Regions from separate parts of the Sus scrofa genome. Here regions 1 and 3 are each linked to region 2. A link is a contact called in public HiChIP or PLAC-seq data. All regions are on one chromosome and are shown on one strand. Each heading gives the region's core, a stretch centred on a gene start, on an enhancer-like site or on the middle of the called end of the contact. The rest is flanking DNA. Distances are from core to core; before and after follow the strand shown.

Evidence for each region. HiChIP or PLAC-seq counts read pairs in DNA pulled down with a chosen protein or histone mark.
Region 1: a contact with region 2 is called in an H3K27ac HiChIP or PLAC-seq map of alveolar macrophages. The contact joins two enhancer-like sites. A contact is called at or near these places in 2 of 2 datasets of contacts at active chromatin or transcription factors (alveolar macrophages and skeletal muscle).
Region 3: a contact with region 2 is called in an H3K27ac HiChIP or PLAC-seq map of alveolar macrophages. The contact joins two enhancer-like sites. A contact is called at or near these places in 2 of 47 Hi-C or Micro-C datasets (embryonic fibroblasts and heart right ventricle) and 2 of 2 datasets of contacts at active chromatin or transcription factors (alveolar macrophages and skeletal muscle).

What each region holds. Positions count from the first base shown.
Region 1 is chr1:133,185,433-133,189,717 of Sscrofa11.1, reverse strand. No RefSeq gene overlaps it. Among named protein-coding and RNA genes, the nearest start is that of SPRED1, 170 kb to the right of the region's middle. Within about 2 kb of position 2,242, at least 4 of the 83 cell types and tissues checked have an H3K27ac peak or open chromatin away from gene starts, as enhancers often do. A contact at or near this core is called in alveolar macrophages, where this site is marked.
Region 2 is chr1:132,871,655-132,876,432 of Sscrofa11.1, reverse strand. No RefSeq gene overlaps it. Among named protein-coding and RNA genes, the nearest start is that of FAM98B, 55 kb to the right of the region's middle. Within about 2 kb of position 2,637, at least 8 of the 83 cell types and tissues checked have an H3K27ac peak or open chromatin away from gene starts, as enhancers often do. A contact at or near this core is called in alveolar macrophages, where this site is marked.
Region 3 is chr1:133,250,285-133,254,666 of Sscrofa11.1, reverse strand. No RefSeq gene overlaps it. Among named protein-coding and RNA genes, the nearest start is that of TMCO5A, 130 kb to the left of the region's middle. Within about 2 kb of position 2,641, at least 4 of the 83 cell types and tissues checked have an H3K27ac peak or open chromatin away from gene starts, as enhancers often do. A contact at or near this core is called in alveolar macrophages, where this site is marked.

The DNA of each region.
Region 1 (4,285 bases), core at 993-3,492, 310 kb before region 2:
CTGGGGACTATAATGGGCCCGGCACATAATCCTAGACCAGACTCTAACAATATACAGAATAGAATATTAATGGAATATAATCTTCAGGTGGACTGATCCACCAATGAAAATGATCACAAGCAAGAGCTGGATCCTTCATGAATCAGAATCCAGAAAATGGCTGATGTCATAGCATAAAGTGTACTGTTTCGTCTTAGAATGGAGTCACTTCCTCTGGATCTTCCAGAAGCCTTCCTGGACCACAGGCAAATAGTCACTGCTTCCTCCATTCCTACAGTTCACAGCTCTTACCTTTACTATAGACTTTGTCCTATTCTATCTCTTTAGATTATGTTTTTCCCTGTAGTACATCCTTGCCTTCAGGCAAGAAGTCTGGCACATAGAAGGCATCTAATAAATGTGTTGTAATGATACACTTGATCAAATAAGTAAAAGAGAAGTGACCTGCCTTGTTAAGATGCCTTTCTTTGAAGCTACAGGTCGCCCTGCTGGATCAGAAAAGGCCATGCTCAGAAACAGGTCTGAGCATTCATCTTACAAAAACATGCATTCATCTTACAAAATTCTCTTTCAACCTCTTCAATGCATAACTTGATGTAACACTGAAGAACTTCATGACTAAATTTATGACTATTCCAGTTATTAATTTTTATTATCAAGAAAGCTATAGGAAGGAGGAGTTCCCGTTGTGGCGCAGTGGTTAACGAATCCAACTAGGAACCATGAGGTTGTGGGTTTGATCCCTGGCCTTGCTCAGTGGGTTAAGGATCCAGCGTTGCCATGAGCTGTGGTGTAGGTCGCAGACACGGCTCAGATTTGGCGTTGCTGTGGCTGTGGTGTAGGCCAGCAGCTACAGCTCCGATTAGACCCCTAGCTTGGGAACCTCCATATGCCACAGGCGTGGCCATAAAAGGGCAAAAAGACAAAAGAAAAGAAACCTATGGGAAATAGGAGTTCCCATCATGGTGCAGCGGAAATGAGCCTGACTAGGAACCATGCAGTTGCGGGTTCTATCCCTGGCCTCGCTCAGTGCGTTAAGGATCTGGTGTAGCCCTGAGCTGTGGTGTCGGTCACAGGCAGGACTTGGATCCTGCATTGCTGTGGCTGTGGTGTAGGCTGGCAGCTGTCGAGAGTGCAGCAAAAAGAAAAAAAAAAAGGAAACTTATGGGAAATAAATCTATTCATTATAAAAACAGTTCATTTGTTTACCGAATGCTTCTTCAAGGCAAAAGTAAAAACCCATAGCTAAGAGAAAATAAATTTTAGGAAAATTGATATCCTGTGAGCCTCATCTTTCTATATGGGGGTTTCCATATCCGTGTCAAGGATGGGATTTAGCTCTCCAGTACAAGCAAATGCACACACTGTGTCACTTTTGTCTCATTAACAGGTGCATTTCAGCTACTTCCTTTTTCTAAAACAAGAAGTATTGAGTCAGTGATTTGGCCAGGGGGAAAGCTCCAAGCAATGACTATTAATAATGATGACTTCCTAATGTTGGCAAAATCTATTTCCCCTTTAGAAAACAGAGAGAGCAAGCTACTGAAAGTTAGGATCACTCATAGAGTCAAAGAGATTTGGAAAAAAGTACTTCTAGATGTCTTGGTTGGGTTTACATTTGGACCACCTATTTTAGGACATGCCCCAGAGTTCTTTGCGTTGACTATTAACAGAGGCAGTTTCCATTTCAGGGGAAAAGCTAACAAAAATTTAAAATATATTAAGTATTTCTATTATCCAAGTACAATAAATTCTTATATAAAGAATTCCCACAACAACCCTGAGTGTAAAGCTGGAAGTGGTGATCTGGTCTTTCTGACTTGAAGGACATGCTTAAAGGACACTCTTACTCTGTACTGTATTCAGTTGATATCCCTAATTCAGAATAAATGTAGTTGAAAGATGGATGGAGTCTGTATTCAGAAGAACGGTGTTCCACAAATTTCTCACTTCACTTGCCAAGAAAAGCAGAGAAAGACTATCAGTTTCAGCAGAAGTTCCAGCGATAGGATTCAAGGTTTGGGGCTGGACGCCAGACAACCTATTACATATTTCCCTATTCTGCTCACACTGTAAGGTGTCGGTTCGTCTCTGAAAAACAAAGACATTTAAACTATCTCAGTGACAACCCATGCTGGCCACCCACCACCTTCATTTGAAATAAGAAGTATGTGCTGCATCTCACAGTGACCCAGTTAAGAGCAGCCTCATTTAAAGATGGTAAGTGTGGTTTCTTTTTCAGTGAGGTCATCCTGTTTAATCCCCCTGAACTGAAACAGCCTATAAAGCAGTCTCTCTAACAGCTTATCTCAGTCTATCTCTTTGGTGGACCGAAGGGCTCAAGGATTTAAGAGTTCTCTCTTCAAGTAAGAAGAGATTGGCAAGGAGAGGAGGACAGGTAAGAAGAACAGAAGCAGTAAAATGCTAGTCACATGGAGATACTACTCCAGGGATTGCAAAAGAACACAGAAAGAGGTTGGTTGCCTGCACAAGGAGGAAGTTTAAGAGTCCTTAGCCACTTCCTCACCATTCAGTAAATCTTCCCTCGTTTAAACCCAACCATTAAAAAAAAAAAAAAAAAAAAGATATGAGAGGGACTGCATTCAGAGTGTGTACTCCTGTGATCCACCATGGGGAAAAACAAATAGCTGTATAACTGCCCGGTACAGTTTCATTTGGTTTATAAAGCATCATAGATGCCTTCCTGGATACACACGTAAAATAAAAAGATACATTTCTTCTTAAAGATTTCTCCATCAGGAAGTTCCTGAATCAGAATCTTTGGGTGGATATGGAGGGTGTGGCCAGAAATCTTTGTTTTAAAAATCCTCAGGTAATGTCAGAGAACTCAAAGGCTTATATGCCCTTATCTCTACCACACATCTCCAGCATGAAAAGATAATCAAAGCCATAATAGCTTTCTTCAATTCAGACTATGAGATATTAAAAAGATAAAATAGGGCTATATTTATTAATTGCTAAAGTGAAAAATAAGATGCAGAATAATATGAAGAGCATATCATTTATATAGTTAGAAAAAGTATGAATCTATCTACTCTGTTCATAACAGAAAATTTCTGAAGGAAATGTATAGTTAACAATAGTTACATCTAAGTCTCCAGATACATGGGATGGGAGAAAGGAGGGGGACACTTATTTTATACAGTCATAGCCTTTTATAACTTTGTTTACCATAAACATTCCTTCTTTTTATACTTTTATTTTTTTAAGGGTTCATAGTCAATTCTGATGATCAGCTGGAATTAAAAACCACTGTAGAGAAATGGTTGTCAGTTTCCACTAGTTTAACAGTCATTAAGCGACTGTTTGAACACTTGTTCATTGACTCTGTGGATCCTCTCCAGTTCACCACTTTCTGAAGCTTCTTTAAAGTCCTACTTCAGAAAATATGAATTTAAGATAGGACCATTCTTGGGGTAACACAAATCTTCCGAGAGCACCATGGAGTGCTGCATGAGATCTTCTCAAATCCATTATACGGACAAGTTCAAGTTTCCCCACACTCAAATACAACAGCAGAATGCCTGGATTCAGGGAGAAGATACTGAGAATACAACTTGATTTACGTGGGTGAATTCCATTAGCAAATATCAAAACCATTTGCCTGAGAGTGTCCAGCATGCTCCTTTTGCAAAATCCAGGAAGGAAAATAAATTTCAAGAGCAGAACAAATCTGTGCCAGCCCTCAAATAGGCTGTCCTTTCCATTCATCTAGAAGCAGGAAGAACCCCAGGCAAAATTGTTAAGTATCCTAAACATATCTTCAGATCTGATTATTCTTCTCTTTCTAAACTTCTCCCATTCTCCTACTGCTGGGAGGAAATTGTACTTCCATGTCTGTACCCTGGAGACCCCCAAACCGACATAAAATGGTTTAGGAACTTGCCTGCAGTATCCCCCATGTCTGCCCACCATAAAGATCTTCAAAACACTTCCTTCAAAATTACCCCTCCTAGTGTCACGATTTTACCTTCTTCCCCCCTTCTCCACCTCAAGGTTTAGTCAGCTGTAAGTGAAGAAAGCATTTCTAGAAAATCACACCATGAGTTACATCAGTAATTCTCAATCTTATTGTCCTCAACCCATATCATACCTAGGAGATATGATATAGCGGGGAAAAGGGAGAGGAGAGGAACTATATCAGAATTTTAAGGAGGATGAAGTGTGTGATTTAAAAGAGCCCCCATAGTCCTTGAATGATTTCTTTGGAGAGGCCCTGGGTTAGCTAGATATTAATTTCATAGTTAACTACCCAGGACTATTT
Region 2 (4,778 bases), core at 1,388-3,887:
AGTTTTGAGCCCTGCAAAATCGGTGAACTCAAGGAAGTTATACAAACTGCACATCTCAGTTATCTGTAGGAGGGGCTAATAAAAGAATTTTATTTAGTTATTTTTGCTACCTGACATCCAAGAACCTCTCATGTTTAGAGCTTTTCCCTTCCTCAAACGAGGTGTCTCTATGAAAAGCCAAAGGGGTCAGGCAAACATGAGTGGCTGTGATAGATATCACTGAACAACCAGGGCTACCAGAGGCTTCTATGGTATCACTTTTCCAGTCCTAGCTCTTTGCCCTTCTTGTCAGTTCTGTGAGCCAGTCATAGTCTTCAAATTAAAACCTTTTCTATCCAAGCTAGAGTCAATTCTGACGCATCTAAGAAACTTGAGATTATCTATTTCACTGTGATTTTTGTTGTTGTTGATTCTGTTTTTTTCAATTATCACACAAAATAGGATTTGTGGGGGAAGGGGAGTTGGTGTACAGTGTTATGAATTTTAATATCTACATAGATTTGTGTTACCACCATCACAGTCAGAATAAAGAACAGTTCCAAACAGGGAAAAGCTAGCTCCAGCTCTCTTTATGGTCATGCCTGCCCAGTCCTGTTTGAGCACCACCTAGTGGTCAGTCTGCAACCCAGGAAGTGGGTTGGCGTAGGCCTTTGGTTGGTAGGGTCTTTGGTTGTTAGGAGCTCCAGAAGAGCACATTACAAGAATATGAGTCCAGCAGTTCCCCAAAAAGTTATGGGTTTACTTCCCTGAGCTTGTTCCTCCATGAAATTTTCCTGTAATTTCTGGTTCCCTGGGCTCTCCTCTTTCATCCTCTGGCCAGAATGCTGTGGCTTTAGTTGCCCCAGTCTGCTGTCTACAAGGCCAAGTGGTAGAAGATTAGAGAGAGACAGAAGAAAAACATAACAAACAGTAGGTAGCTGGATTTTCCCCACTCTCTTGGGATCACAGCTCCACTGGACAGGAAGCCTCCATTCTTAGATAGTCTGGCTCCTGTTGAATTGCAGCCTCTGCCATACTGCCCTGGGATTGTAGATGTAAGAGAATGGGAAATATAGGGAGGGGGACCTCTGCATCCTCTCCGAGCTTTGGGAGTTCCCTTTTTACTCCAGAGCCAGATCTAGACATCTTCTCCTGGAACTCTATTCATGCCAGTGTCCACTTCTGAGTTCCAGGCTGCCTTGAGTTCAGGCCCTGGGGATATCAGGGAGGAAAAAATGGTGAACATCAGCTGTTTGGTGGTCCTTTCAGTCCGGTTTTCTTCCTTAACCCAACTGCTACAAGTTTTCTCTGAGTCCTCAAGAAGTGGCTCCATACATTCTGGGAGAGACTGGGATTTTGCCAGGATTCAATATGATATTACATGTTGCATCAGAATGCCCACCAGGAACCTGCTCATGAAATATTGAAAATCATTATCTTTACTAATGTTTATTTATTTTGGTCAATTAACTTGCTAACTAGATTTCTTCCAGAGTATATAAAAACCAAAAGACTGACTTAAAAACCATTCTGTCCAGAACCATTGGGTGATATTGTCTTCTTTTGAAAGGAGTTTCTGAGAAACATCTTTCCTTCCTCCCTCCACCCCCTTTTCAACTGTCATGTGTATTGATAGTTTAGATGTGCTATTTTAATGGTACTGATGTCACAGAGCAGAGTGAGCTAAAGATGCCACACCCCTCTCACCAGATCCAGATGGCCCTGCAAGGAAGGGTGAGGCAGGGAGGCTCTGGTTCAAGGGTGGTGCTTTTGTTCCTTTTGAATCCTCTTTTGTGAGCACAAGCCAATTAGTATGGAGACTTCCAGAGTTTATATATATATATTTTAATTTACTTTTTTTTTTCTTTTTGCTATTTCTTGGGCCGCTCCCGCTGCATATGGAGGTTCCCAGGCTAGGGGTCGAATCGGAGCTGTAGCCACCAGCCTACGCCAGAGCCACAGCAACATGGGATCCGAGCCGCGCCTGTGACCTACACCACAGCTCACGGCAACGCCGGATCGTTAACCCACTGAACAAGGGCAGGGACCGAACCCTCAACCTCATGGTTCCTAGTCGGATTCGTTAACCACTGCGCCACGATGGGAACTCCTAATTTACTTTTTACTTAGCCCAGAGAACAGAGGACAGGATTTAGAGTCTGAAGACTCAGTTCTTTAAGACCAGAGGTTGTCAAACTGTTTGGCAAACTACAGTTCAGGAGCCGAATGAATCAGGCCCACCCACACCTATAAATACATACATGAATATATAAAGTCATCAATAATGTAGTAAGTAAATACACTTTTGTTGGAACACAGACATGCTCATTTCTTTGCATATTGTCTGTGGCTACATTCTTTTTTCCCTCTAGTTTTATTGAGGAATAATTGACATACATCACTGTATAAGGTGTACAGCATGATGGTTGGATTTGCATGTATTGTGAAATGCAGAGGTTGTTGATCCAAGACAGTTTGGGTGCTGCACAGTGTCTAAGACCTGGGTGCATGCCTTCCATTCTCAAGGTCCCTATGGCTCTGATTGCTAGAACTGTAATCACTACATCTGAATTCCCAGCTACAGAAAGGAGGAAGAGGGAAAAGAAGAACATGCCTCCTTTGTTTAAGAATGTGCTCGAAATTTGCACACAGCACTTCCTCTTTGCATCAGCCAGAATTAGCCACATGACCACACCTAACTGCAAGGGGCCATAGGAATGTCTTCCAAGCAGCTATGGGCTCAGTTGAAAATCATGGATTTTTATGATGGAATGAGAAGAAAATGGATAATAGGGGACAAGTAATAGCCACAAATGAACACTGTAATAGCACACAAGACACAATGTGGTATTTAGCTCCTCCTCCCCAAATTAAAAACGAATTACTCTTAAATAGTTTACTCACTAACTCTAAACTATTATAAATGATTTTGAATAGGACTGACATTGCTTCCTAACATTACACCAAACTAATGATCCCTAGTCCTCCTACCAAAAAAAGACCCATTCTTTCTGGTCCTTTTTGATGTCATTTGAAAGCCCACGCTTGATAAAAACCAAATTATTGTGGCCAGTTGTCTCTATTTCAGTGACTTCCCTTTTTAGGAGAAAATACTTCTAAAACAGCTTCATGTGTATTGTATTTTTAAAGTTGGAGTAATGCATGCTCATTGAATCTATTTAGTACTTGGGTTTGTCAGCTTGGGTTTTTGAATTGGTCATGTGGGAGAGGAATTCCTTGAAATCTTTATTTATTTTCTGTTTTATATAAAGCACTCCATGTTCCCAGGCTCAGATGTTGTAAAAGAAATCCTCACTTCCAAAATAACATATTGCCCAAAGTGGTTGCCCTAACTCACTCTTCTGGTTAATGGAGGCTGACTCATTGTGTGCTGGCAAGACTTGTACCTTCCATAAACAGTTTGAATTCTGTAGACTTTAGGACAAGCTTCCTGTTTGGTCAGACAGTAGCTAAGCATCAGTGGAGGTTGTGGTTTATCTCTCTGGTATGATATTCAAGACGGAACTCTCTCCAGGAGAGCTTAGGTGTCATTCTGCTTGTGTGACGGAGCATTGCTCCGAGATCCTCTCTTTACTCATCCCTTGAACCTCTCCCGTGGCAAAGATCCAAATCCTCATATTTCCACTAAAGCTTTCTCCAGTCAACCTTCAAGTCCCTCTGGTTTGTACCTTGACTTTCCAGATGTGTAGTCACAAGGTGGGTGTTAACAGTTTGTATGCTTGTCCCTCAGAATTTCATATGTGATCAAACACTTCGTCCCACTTTTTTTGAGCTGCTCCTCTCTCCTTCAATAGGTCAGCCCCTCTCCCATATTCTACACATTTTCTCCTTTAACTTTTATGCACCTTCCACCTCTATCTTTTAAAAAAATCATTGTTAAATTTGTCTCCCCCTGGGAGTACTAGTCGCGCTCAGCGGTAACGAAACCAACTAGTATCCATGAGGATGGGGGTTTGATCCCTGGCCTCACTCAGTGGGTTAAGGATCCAGCATTGCCGTGAGCTGTGGTGTAGGTTGCAGAGGTGGCTCAGATCCTGTGTTCTCTGGCTGTGGTGTAGGCTGGCAGCTACAGCTCCAATTTGACCCCTAGCCTGGTAGCCTCCATATGCCGAGGGTGTGGCCCTAAAAGAGAAAAAAAAAAAAATAAAAAGACCAAAAAAAAAAAATGATTTCCAAGGTCAAGAACCAAACAAGATTAAATTTGCCCAGGTGGATGCTGATGAGTTGCAGAATAAACTCAAGTCCCACTACTTTTCTCCTACTTGGGCTCAACCTATTCCCTTTGTTTGTTTTTAAAATCATGATAAATAGACATAATATAAAATTTACCAACTTGGAGTTCCCATCATGGCGCAGCAGAAATGAATCCGACTAGGAACCATGAGGTTGCAGGTTTGATCCCTGGCCTTGCTCAGTGGGTTGAGGATCCCGCGTTGCCATGAGCCGTGGTATAGGTCGAAGACGCAGCTGGGATCTGGTGTTGCTGTGGCTGTGACGTAGGCCGGCAGCTGAAACTCTGATTAGACCCCTAGCCTGGGAACCTCCATATGTGGTGTGGCCCTAAAAAGACAAAAGACAAAAAGAAAAAGATAAATCTTACCATCTTAACTATTTTCAAGTGTATGATTTAGTGGCATTAAGTACACCCACATTTTATGCACCATCTATCTCCAGAACTCCTTTTGTCTTGCAAAATTGAAACTCTCTACCCATCAAGGAATAATTCCCCATTCTCCTTCACCTTCAGCCTCTAGCAGCCACCATTCTACTCTGTGTGT
Region 3 (4,382 bases), core at 1,392-3,891, 380 kb before region 2:
GGATTTAATTTTGACTAATTCTAATTTATCAAACTTTCCTTTTATGGATTGCACTTTTTAGAAAGGGAGCTCACGCCACTGACCTATAAAAAGTTCTTTCTTCAACCAAAATGCTCACCTTGTCTCCAGAACCCTCCTACTAGCTTGCATTTCTACCTATGAGTCTGGAGGAAAGTGTGGTAGAAGTCTTGTCACCTCCTTTTTGAGAATCCTTTTTCTTATCACTCTGACACAATTTTCACAGTATTTGTGCACTGGAACCATCTTTGACATATTCTGACTCACTTTCTTTCTAAGTCTACAATTATTCCCAGAATCTTCACACTTAAGGTCCATGCAAGTAGGATCTCTGTCTTTTGACCTTAATATACGGCACAGTGTATCTTGCATCTCTTGCAAATAGTTACTCAATAAATATATTTTGTTGAAGAAAAAGAAAAATTTGGAGTGTTTAAGAGGGCCAACATAAGCCACATTTTAAGAAAACTGCCTTCTCCATCTAGTTCAGCTCCTTACTCAGAGTAACATAGTAACTAGATCCAGTCACTTAACTCCTTGCTCTTCACTTTTTCAAGAGTAAAATGGGTATTAAACTTGGTTATATGAATATACCATATGAATACGCTTTATCATATGAATAAAAAATATATTTGAAGTTCGTGATGATTATGACCAAGTAGTATTCAACAGAATTGCTTTTTGTTTGTACACTTGGTAAAGATAGCTCAAATAACCAGTTTTATAGGTAACAGGCTGAGCAAGTGAGTTCAAGAGTTCAGAAGTGAGTTGCTAGCTCCACATTAATTCAGCCTGTTTCAAGCCTCATTATATGACAGCTGCCACAAGGGATAAGCCTCTGACTTAAGTGACTGCTCAGCCAGTGCTGATGTTCCATTCAATAATTGTCAGCAAATGCATCTACCTGTGCAATCTCACTTTTGCTAACAGGTTAATCTCTCCACGAATAGTCTCAAACGCAAATATTCTGGAAGAGAGTACAGCACAGGGTGTGTTAGCAGAATCACTTTTGGGGGAAAAATTAGTCAAGATAATTGTGGTTGCATAAATGGTTTCTTCCAAAAGGGCAGAGAGTCAAGCATTAACAATCAGCAGGGGACGGAATGTACAGTACAGTAGAAAGAGGTGAGAGGCAAGGAACAGAGCAGTAAACAGCTCAAGCAAACTGCTTTTGCTGTCTGGAAAGGGTCTCCAGCTCACTCGGTACAAAGTAGTGGGTCCTCCTGGACTCTAAAAACTTCTTTCATAAGCTCACAGAATAGACCGCAAAGGAATTGTTTGACACTAACAAGAAAGTCAAAAAAAGCATCCAAAATGAAGTCCTATCTTTAAGCCTATACTCACTGGAAGCTAAAGGTGGAGCTTGGGATGCTAAAGAAATACAGTTATAACTCAATAGAAAATAATTTTAGCAGTATCTGTAGGAGGAAAGGAGGAAAGAGAAGCAGATGAATCAGACTAGCTTGGGTGTATAAAAGGACCAGTGGGAGTGGTAATGATCTGGGATAAAGTGGAGAGAAGAAGGAGACAAATGGAGAGTTACCAGGCTCTCTGTGTTTGACATAATTTTAACTCTTGACCCCATAATGTCAATTAGGCCTGCGGTTTTATATATAGTATCTACACACCCATTGTTCACTATTCATAAGAAGTGCAATTCAGGAAATAGGTATTGTAAAGTGGTCTTTATCGCTGATTCAACTCTCTCAGAACTGAGAAGCTTAAAAGAGAAAAGGATTGAGTAACTAGTGTGTATTTATAAACAAGAGGCTTTTTATATGATGGGGGAGATGTAGTTTCTTATTGGAGGCAAATTTGCTGCCATAGAACATTTTTGGTTAAAATATCACAGGTAAAATATCCTTTACCACCATATAAAACCTCCTGGAATTCATTCCACTGTCTTCTGGGGTATACAAGTGTTCATTGCTGGTTTGTCCTCAAGATGAAAAAAATCTTTATTGTTCTTAGGAATTATTTTATTTCCTGCCATCCAACCTCCCTGGTAAGAAGGAGCCACTCCATAGCTGCAGGCTCCCCTCTTCTCAGGATCTGTGATGTAATTTGCAGACTTCCAAAAAAGTCAAGCTTACTGAGCCCTGTAGCTGAATCCCAGTAACTGGATCAGGAAGACCCAGCCCAGAACATGTACCTCATTTCTGGTCATCATACCCCTTCCTGCCTTCTTTTGTGCCAGTTTTGATCATTGCCTGGAACACAGATGATTAAGCCATGTCTAGGCCTTACCCTAGACTTCCTCTTCCTTGTCTTTCAATGAATAATCCTCAGATTCTAGCCACTTAACCTCCTAAATATCTCAAGTCCAATTCTCACCAACCCTATTTAGGCCACCATTAATTTAAACCTGTATTATTATCATGGCCATTAATACCTCCTCCAGCCTCCACACTTGCTTTCAAATTATTCCCCATGTTGCAACCAGATTAATCACCCTCAAGTGTGCATTCTCTTCTTAAAGGACTTTGGTAACTTCCTCTTGCTCCCCAAATAAAGGCCAAACTCCTTAACAAGAAAAAAGACCTCATCCTGATGTGACCCTACTTACAGCACTGACTTTGTATTGCTCACCCATCCGCCCACACCTACCTCCAATCTAGACTCCAGACACACTGAATTACTTTCGGTTCCCCAAACAGGCCATTCTCTTTCTCATTTCTTAGCCTATGTCCATGTGTGGGACATTACCCTTTTCCTACTCATCCTTAGGTCCCTACTTTGATGGCACCTCCTCCAAAAGTCCTTTCCTCACTCTCTCAAATGAGTTATGAGCTCTTCTAAGAGCTCTCAGAGAAACCTGTACTTTATCCTGCTATAGAAGTTATTATGGTAGAGTGTAACGGCTCTCTTACTAACTTGTATCACCCCTTGGACTGTAAGCTTCAAGAGGTCAGACTATGAGGAGGTCTTCTCACCTGTACACCCCTCACATCTCCTTCATATCCTGGCATATCCAAGCTCCCCAGTAAATACTGGCTGGATGAACTAATGCACACCTATGCCGCAGGAATGAGGTCATGCCTCTACTTAGCCATTCCTTACACTCTTCAGGGACAGAAGTCTTATGGCTGGACTCTGCTTAAAACCCTTCCAAGTCTTATCATTGTTCTTAGAATAAAGTCCAAAAGCCTTAATATGGCTTAAAAACCCTACTCCATCTAGCCTTATGGCAGCCAGCCCCCAAGATGGCCCCAATGAACCTGGCCTTCTGGTATTCACATTCTTCTGTAGTCTCCCCCACAGTGTATCAGTATTAGTTTGTATGACCAAGACCATACAGTACAAGTGAAGACATGCCACTTTTGAGGCTAGATCATAAAGGTCATGCATCTTCTGCCTCTCTCTATTTCTCTGGCAATTCACTTACTCTGGGGAGAGTTAAGTGCCATGTCCTGAGCAACTCTAAGGAAAGACCCATGCAGTAAAGAACTAACGTTTCTGGTCTAAAGCCAGAGAAGAATTGAAGACTCCAGCCAATAACCAAGTGCAAGAACCTCTTGGAAGCAAATACTCCAATCCTAGTCAATCCTTCAGATTACTACAGCCCCAATCAATATTTTTATTGTAACCCCATGAGAGACCCTGAGCCAGAATCAACAATTAAGCCACTTCTTGATACCTGACATGGAAACTATGAGATCATTAGATTTTGTGGTCTTAAGGCCCTAAGTTCCAGAGTCATTTGCTACACAGCAACAAACAACTAATGCAATACTCTAACCCTACCAGTGCCCACTGCCCCTTGCTACATATCTCTCCTTCCTGAACTATGATAGGTTCCCTCTTGCCTGCGGGTCTTCTCACATGCTGTTCCTTGGCCTTTCTTGGCCATGACAATTGTCTAATATATCAGCCTAAACAGCATTTTCTCAGGAAATTTTGCTGTCACTCTAGACCAAGATAGGCCATTTTTTACATGCTTTCAGGACAGCAGGAATTTTTTTCTTCTTAGACCTTTCACTATCCATCATATCATTCAGTAACTATTTGGGGATCACCAACTAGTCACCAAACACTATACTGTGAAAGGGGCAAAGCAAGCATTATCCTGACCTCATAAAATTCAAAATCTAGAATAACTCTTCACTTAATTATTAACACAATCATTTACTGATTGGACATTTGTAATTACTTGTTGATCTCTTTTATGCTGGCATAAAATCCCATGGGGATCATGCCTTATTGTTCCATAGGATTGCCCCAGTGTCTAGCCATGCTTTCAATTATTCAAAGCATACACAGCAAACCAAGAGTAGCAAGGTCAAGAAACCACATCACAAAACTCAATCTCCCTTACTTTCCTAACAGATTCTTCTGTCACACTTTCATATGATTATCTTCCTCTT